Linked DNA regions of Mus musculus: region 2 is linked to region 1. Evidence: chromatin contacts called from public Hi-C data. All regions are on one chromosome and are shown on one strand. Each heading gives the region's core, a stretch centred on a gene start, on an enhancer-like site or on the middle of the called end of the contact. The rest is flanking DNA. Distances are from core to core; before and after follow the strand shown. Region 1 has its middle 14 kb from the start of Gm36228. Region 2 has its middle 26 kb from the start of Gm51762.

What was found. Hi-C and Micro-C count contacts between places; a contact is called where the count stands out from the background.
Region 2: a contact with region 1 is called in a Hi-C map of the N1E-115 cell line, with 2.6 times the contacts expected there. The contact joins two enhancer-like sites. A contact is called at or near these places in 1 of 39 promoter capture datasets (liver), 20 of 484 Hi-C or Micro-C datasets (8-cell embryo, the Ba/F3 cell line, the HL-1 cell line and 12 more) and 2 of 115 datasets of contacts at active chromatin or transcription factors (embryonic stem cells and neural progenitor cells).

What each region holds. Positions count from the first base shown.
Region 1 is chr10:24,971,535-24,975,350 of GRCm38.p6, reverse strand. No RefSeq gene overlaps it. Among named protein-coding and RNA genes, the nearest start is that of Gm36228, 14 kb to the right of the region's middle. Within about 2 kb of position 1,785, at least 71 of the 459 cell types and tissues checked have an H3K27ac peak or open chromatin away from gene starts, as enhancers often do. A contact at or near this core is called in the HL-1 cell line, the N1E-115 cell line and trophoblast stem cells, where this site is marked.
Region 2 is chr10:25,059,722-25,063,537 of GRCm38.p6, reverse strand. No RefSeq gene overlaps it. Among named protein-coding and RNA genes, the nearest start is that of Gm51762, 26 kb to the left of the region's middle. Within about 2 kb of position 1,682, at least 31 of the 459 cell types and tissues checked have an H3K27ac peak or open chromatin away from gene starts, as enhancers often do. A contact at or near this core is called in the HL-1 cell line, the N1E-115 cell line and trophoblast stem cells, where this site is marked.

The sequences.
Region 1 (3,816 bases), core at 536-3,035:
TGCCTGGAATACAGCAGGAATACAGCATGCCCATAGTACACTCCTTTAATCCCTAACAGTGAAAGTAAGGTTAATTTGTAGAAGAAAGCAGCCATGCTTGAAAGTGATGTTTAATAAATGGGCAGACAAAGTGACAAATCAAGGAAAGATATGATGGACAGAGTTAAAGATAGTATATGAGACAACTCATGAGAACAGTCAAAAAAGAGAAGCTACTTAAGAGCAGAGCAGAAGGAACACAATCAAGGGACAAAGAGAGACAGAGACAGAGGAGGCAACTTTTACAGATACATGTTATAGACAAAACAAGCTAGACACAGGTGAAAATAGAATGAGCCAGAGAATAAGGAGCCAAAAATTAGAATATATTGTCAAAGTTATTATGAGACCAAGCAGAGCAATTCAGTCAGAAGCTGAGAGAAGCCAGACTGAATCAGTCAACTTAGAGAAGAGTTTTGAGCTATAAGAGCTGAGTTGAACCAGCCAGGCAGAGTTCAGAAAGTTCTAGAAAGGGTGAGTTTATTCAGCAGTAAGCCTCTGAGATGACAATTATATCTGGTGGATAAAGGTTACATTTACAGTCATCTCTGCTAGTCATCTCTGTTGATCTGGGAGGGAGCTAGCATATCACAGAACACCACTGTATTTAACACTCAGCTGTGATTTTCTGTGACTTATTTTTAACATCTCAGAACTTATTTACAGCTGTGTTTTACCTCCTGCCTCGGCCTCCCATCCAGTCGTAATTTGAAGTGAAGCTCTAAATCCATTTTCTCTCCTTTTGACTCTCCTTCACACCCCAGCATGGAAATACGAAACTTATGAGGACAGAGTAGGGAGTCTTGGATTAGTTGGCACGGGAATTCTGCTTTTTTTGCTTAGCAAAGCTCCAAATTCACGAGTGAGATCTATATTTTATTTCTTTTGTGCTATCTAGATCAGTTTTGGTGTGCAAAGTTTTCAAAACTGAGTTGGAGGTGTGAAAAAAGTAAATTGAAAGTACTTCCCTCTTTTTCTGCTCAGCAATCATTTCCGCAGCACAGCAATCAGCAAGCGTTTGATGGTCAGATAGAAACGACCCGTGTGTAAGATCAGCCGGGTGTGGCAAAATTGTTGGAAGTAGATATTGAGTCCGTTTCTTAATTTTTCTCAGTGATTACTATTCTATTCAACTTTCCCCCTGAGGTTCATTTTTAAAATTTCCTCTTCCCCAGAAAAAAATCATCTATTTTACCTGGGTTGGTAAAATGCTAGCCACTTCGAGTGGTCCCTCCACACTGTAATGAATAATTTAATGATGCATAGAGTAAGTCAACCATGAAGGACAGGGAGGACAAAAGGAATACATTTTAATGGCACTTAGGCAGACAGAGCTTGCCCTGACTGCCGGACAAATTGTTTTAAAGCAATTTAGTACTTTCTGACTTCTAGGGGGAAAAAAATTACACATACGGTTGTATCTTAAAAATGAAGTTTGTGAAGTATCTTGTTATGAAATGGTCCCAGCTCTCTGAGCTTCTACCTTATGAGACACAATCTCCTTTGGCCTGAAATAGAGGTAGATTCCCGATGGGCAGAAAAAGTGGTTATTGTCACTGGGGGAGCCAGTGGTTTGCAATTGTGTTTACAATTGAGGGAGAACAAGTGAGATTGAATTAGATGCTTAGCCTTCTGTCTTGGGCCTCAAACGTTTTCTTGGTTTCAGGTTTCGCTGGGATCACACTGTCTGTCTGAATACAAACTCAGGGAAAATAAGGAGTTTCTGGTATTTCCTGTAGTACAGCTGATGATTCATTTGTAGGCATGGCTCTCGGTTGTGCGGATTAGATCATTACTACAGGCTAGAATCTTCTGCTCCTAAAATTCCCTGCACTCTTTGTTTATTCAGACCTTTGCCACACTTATCCATGAGTTTCTCAGGAGACAACCAATTCCTGGGAAACCTGATTAGTTCTCTCTGTGCCTCACCATTTTGACAAAAGACAGGAAAAACATAGGATTCAGAGAGAATACCATGTTAGACAACAGCAGACTTTGCCTGCCCCATGTTACTGTTCATGTTAACATGCTTGGATTGCCTTGGTAAGGAACCCGTGTCTGGGGGTGTTGCCTAAACAGCACAGTGTATTTCCTCACAGTGCACTAAGTTCTGTGCTGAGGCTCTCTGTTGCTTTCTGCCATGACAGGTCAGGACAGACTCTTAATGCTGACTCCTGTGGGAGCAGCATAGCTTCCTGGGATAGCCCTGCCCACTTCCTAGCAACGACCTCCTTACACCTTTCCATGTTACATCACTCGGCATGCATCCTGCTCAGCTCTCACCGAGCACTCTTACATTCCTCACACTGGGCTTGAGGTCAGCCTTCTGAGCCCAAGGTTTTCTAAGAGAGAGCTCACAGACACAGGTACAGAAAACACACTTCCTGCTTGATGAGTCTGGCCCGGCCCTTTTTTTTGTCAGTTGAATCAGTGCACCCTCTGACTCAAATGGCTGCACTATCAGGCCAAACCCCCGATGCCTGTCACCCACAGACTCCCTGCTCGCATCTGCCTTTCATTTACTTAGCTTTGTATACTTGAGTGGTCAGTATCATAGTCGTGACACCACATGTACTTAGAAAGCAGCTGGAATACATCTGCATTTCCCTCTTTCCACAAATTCTGTTGTAGGTATAATTACATGAAAGAAGATGGAGGATTGAAGAAACCAGATAACATTCCAATGTTAACTTTGAGCCTACAAAGAAGTAAGTTTATATTTAGTAGCAAATCCTAGCTATTTAATACCAAATGTATAGAGTACTTAGCCTGAAGGGGCATTCATCAAGTACTTAGTAAGGGGGTACTGAGCTCTCATCCGTTCTACTGTAGAACAACAGCACACAGACCCACAGTTTAAATCCCAAGCCAGCTTGACTCACTGTCATCAAACTGGAGTAACGGCTACTAGGACCCATGAATAAAAAAGAGAGGAACTGAATATTTCTCCAAATAATCACTAATACACTGCCATTGGCTTTGTGCATAACAACACTGAATATTGTCACCATGACAACACATTGTCCTTAGTCATATTCAGACCAGTATGTATATGTCATAAATAGAACATTCATTTTCATTCTATCCAATCGTGTCTTTACTTTTAATAAGAGAAATTATAAAGGACTTATTAGCTTTTTGCTCTGAAACGCATGAATTTAAGGAAGTTCTTATTCAATAAGTAACATAACCACAAGAGGAGTACAAATTTATTTCATATTTTCCTTTTATAACTTCAAACATCTGTGTAATTTGATTGTATTTACTATTTATTGCCTTCTTTGGTCCCTCCGCCCCCTCATCTCTTGCTAAATCTTTTCTTCTCAAGAAGATATTCTCATACTTTTCTTTTCTTTTCTTTTTCTTTTCTTTGTGTGTGTGTGTGTGTGTGTGTGTGTGTGTGTGTGTGTGTGTGTGTGTGTGTGTCCTACTGGGTTTAATTGTTGTTAGTTGCATGATTGTGAGTGGGAGTTTATTTCCTGGAACATGGATAACCAGTAGCTTCACTAGTGAAGAAAATGACTCTCCTCCAACAGCATCCATAACTGCCAATAGCTCTTCAGGGAGGGGCGTGGCCTGGTGAACCCCTTCCTGTCCCATAATGCACTGCTGACAGGCACAGGCTCCTGCAGGTGGCCATGGCTTCTGTGAATCCAGCTTACAATTGACACTTTGTGTCCCGAAGACATTGTTTCATAGCTCCCCTCCCCACTGTCTGGCTCTTACACTCTTTCTGTCTCCTCTTACACAATGTTCTTGAGTCTTGGAGGGAGATAT
Region 2 (3,816 bases), core at 433-2,932, 88 kb before region 1:
AAAATCTTAGTAAAACATGTACTCACTGAAGGACATATCCAAAACACACAAAGAGCTCTTAAAAGTAAATAATAAAAGATAAACACCAAATTCAAAGAGGAGCTACTGATCTGAATAAACACTTCACCGCAGATGGTATCCAGACAGGAAACAAGCAAATGGGTCAGTTTGATGAAAATAAACTCAACTGTGTACGCCAGTGTGATGGCTATTCCCAGTTGTCAACTTGACTACATCCGGAACGAACTACAATCCAGAAATGGAGGGTACATCTGGGATCCAGATCTTGAAGCATAGTGGCCATGAGAAGCTTTGGCCCAGGAAAGGTAATACATGCCTTTAATCCTAGGAGACGGAGGCAAGCAGATCTCCTATTTCAAGGCCAGCTTGGGACAGAGGCAGTTCTAAGCAAAGAACAGCTTAGGTCCAGTTGGGGTGGTCTGGGCTGTACCTTCTGCTGGAGACCTACGTAAGGACATTGGAAGAAGGAACATTCACTCTTCTTCGCCTGCTTGCATTTACTTGCCAGCATCTCTGTTGGAACCTACTTCTCCAGAAGACCAGCTGAAACAACTAGCCTCGGGGACTGAGCAACTACTAGATTCTTGGACTTCCCATTACGGCTGCCCATTGTTGGGTTAGTTGAACTGCAAACTGTAAGTCATTCCAATAAATTCCCTTAATATATAGAAACTTTCCATTAGCTCTGTGACTCTAGATAACCCTGACTAATACAGCCAGTTAGAAAATAGCAAATGTCAAAAATACCACACCTCTTGGAATGGCTAAAATACAAAACACATTACAACATTTCAGAGAAAAATTATGCATTGTTAAAGCATGGTTCCGGCCGGCTGGCCAGCCAGCCAACCAAAAAACATTAAAACTGGAAATAATCAAAACACCTGCACACAAAATCATAGGTCAATACTTGGAAGTATCCTCAAGCCAAAAAAAAAAATATGGAGAAATTGAAACAAATAAATTATAATCTTTTGAAAAAATAGGAATGAATCCTAGCAACAAAATTGGGCTAAAAAGTGAACTACAGACCATAGTGTACACAAAAGTGAGCTACAGATCATAGCGTACACATAGTATACACATAGTGCTCACATAGTGTAGCAACGATAAAATGAACTTTAAAAATATATTTATTCTTTATACTTTACCTAAAACCTTTAGATGTTTGTTGACATGTAGTAGATCTAACTTAAACATGTTTAAAGGTGGGGGGGGGGCGTCTATGTAACTGAAGATAGGAGAGCTGATAAATATGATTTTCCTTAATAAAAGTTCAGCGTCGGGGTTAGCAAGTCTCTCTTGCGTCATTAAGAGATATTCTTCACACAGTCTCAGAAACAAGATGTAGTTAACACAGCTTCTTATTGGATACTGTCTGAACTTGCAAAAGATGCCTTTGCTCAACAAAGTAAGTTGTAGTCTCAAGTAAAATGTAAAAATCACTTATGTCCCAAAATTATAGCTTGTGCTCTGGCAACGTTCACTGTGTACTTCCGTCATCTCTATAAATAGAAGCCAGACCAGGCCCTGGGAAGACAATTACTGTTGTGTGACAGTGACTCAAGCTGGCATTCCGGACACTCACGACACACCCAAACATTCTCAGAAATCCTCGGAGTCCAGGGGCTCAGGGCTTGCCCCTCACTATCTCTATAAAACTGTCATCACACCACTACATACACAGTTCCCATTCAGCATCAGGTCACTTCGAGGTCAGTGCTGTGACTGCCTACATCTGACAGAGGCTAAAGGTGGTCCTGATGAATTTAGGTCCTGGATCCCCACTGTTTCTACAAATCAGAAGACATAAAATGTGTAGCTGTGCAAGACGACAGGAAGCAGGGGCCTCGAAAGAATCGACGTTCCTCCACTCTGTTAGCACAGCTGACTCCTCAGAAGGAGATCAAAGGTCAAAGGCACCCTTTGGAACGTTTCTCATTCACTCCACTTTCTCTTCATGTTTCCCCGAGTCTGAACTTGAACATTCAGTGACTAGCCAACTCCTTATAAAGTGTTATTTACATCATCACGAGTAACTGCCACCCTTAAACAGAGAGTTGTAGTGGGTTGGTCTGATGCTGCTTGTATTCTAATGCAAATACTGGCTTCTCAAGATATGATTTCCTCTAGAGAGTCAATCTCACTATGTGGTGTTATCCAAGTGATGCTATGTGAACATTGCTCTCTAATTTAACTGTCAAATAAAATAAAACACCTGGTTTGTGTGTCTTTTATATGGGCTAGCTAAAATTATAAATCCATACTATGGGGATTTCTATTGCTGCACAACTAATTCAACAAATACACAGTGAACTCCCACAGTAGCTGCAAAGAACAAGACAGAATGCCTCTCTGGTGGGGAAAAGAAGGAATAAGCTTTCATATGTATAAGGCCAGCGTGCTCACTGTATGATGCTTTCTCCCTCCTCAACAGGCTCGCACTCCCTCAGAGCTCAGATATGCCTCACAGTAGGCCTTCAAGAACTTAACCTTGCTGGGTACTGGAACTTCATATTCTCTTACATTACAAACCCCTGTGTTTAAACAAGGCAATGTTTTACTCAAGGAGGAAATGGTTTCTCTAATGCAGCAGTTCTCAACCTGTGGGCCACGGCCCCTTTGAGAGTTGAACGACCCTTTCAGAACAGTAGCAAAATTATAGTTATGAAGTAACAACAAAAATCGTTTTATGTTTGGAGGTCAGCACAACTTGAAAAGCTCTGTTAAAGGGTTGCAGAATTAGGAAGGCTGAGAAGCACTGCTCTACCATAAACCATCTTCACTTCATTGAATTCACAGGTATTTATAGCAAAGTCTAAGGTAGGGGAGAATTTAGTCAGATACTTAAAAAAAAAAAAAGGACAGGCACTCACATTTTATCTGTTGGTATGATGCTTAAAAACAGTCTTTACAATCAAATCACAACCATGAATTCTAAACATTAAATAGCTTAAAGCAGAAAGCTACATCAATTTGTACTGAATTGCAAAAATCTATCATAGCAGTTTCATCGTGAGAGTTTTTGGATTGTCATATTTATTAGTGCTGTTCTATGAACAGGTAAGTGTAGGAATATTTACGATGAAGTGTGGCTAGACATTTCAGACCTAAGACATCAATAGTTCCTCCTATAAAGCTGTCCTAAGGAGATAAAATATAGGAACAAGCTTAAAACACAGATGTAAAAATGAGTTAGCAAGAGTAGAAAGGACTATCATGCAAGCAGGTGAAAGGCTTTCATGAAACAGTAAATATGATACCACACCGAGTTAACGAACTAATCACAGAAACTGTCTCAGTGGTTTCAATTCCTGATGACCACGCCTATCCACTCAGAGGGGTTCACCCTCTCCAGCAGCCATATTCATTTTCTGTGACCTCAGTGAGTTTACAACTACAATTAAGGTAGAAGAATATTCTGGGACAGAAGGGACAGTGCAGTTGGTAAAGTGGCAAAGATTTGTGTTGCATCCCAAGGCCCAAGGATGTGTGCTTTCCGATACCCTGTGCTGCTGTGGCAGAGACAAGATGATCCCTGGAACTAGCTGCCGGTTAGTCTAGCCTAGTTGGTGAGCACTAGGTCATAAGAGGCTGTATCTAAAAGGAGGTGGATGCTGTCTCTGAGAATGGCTTCATACATTCCACTTAAACTGATGTTGTTCCTTTAAAAATGATCACACTTCAATTGGATAAACAAAGAGGATGTAGATACTTTCATCTGAAACTGGATCTAATCTTACTTCTAAGCTCCCTTGTTTGATGGGAAAATTGTAATTTGGGCATATCAGCAAA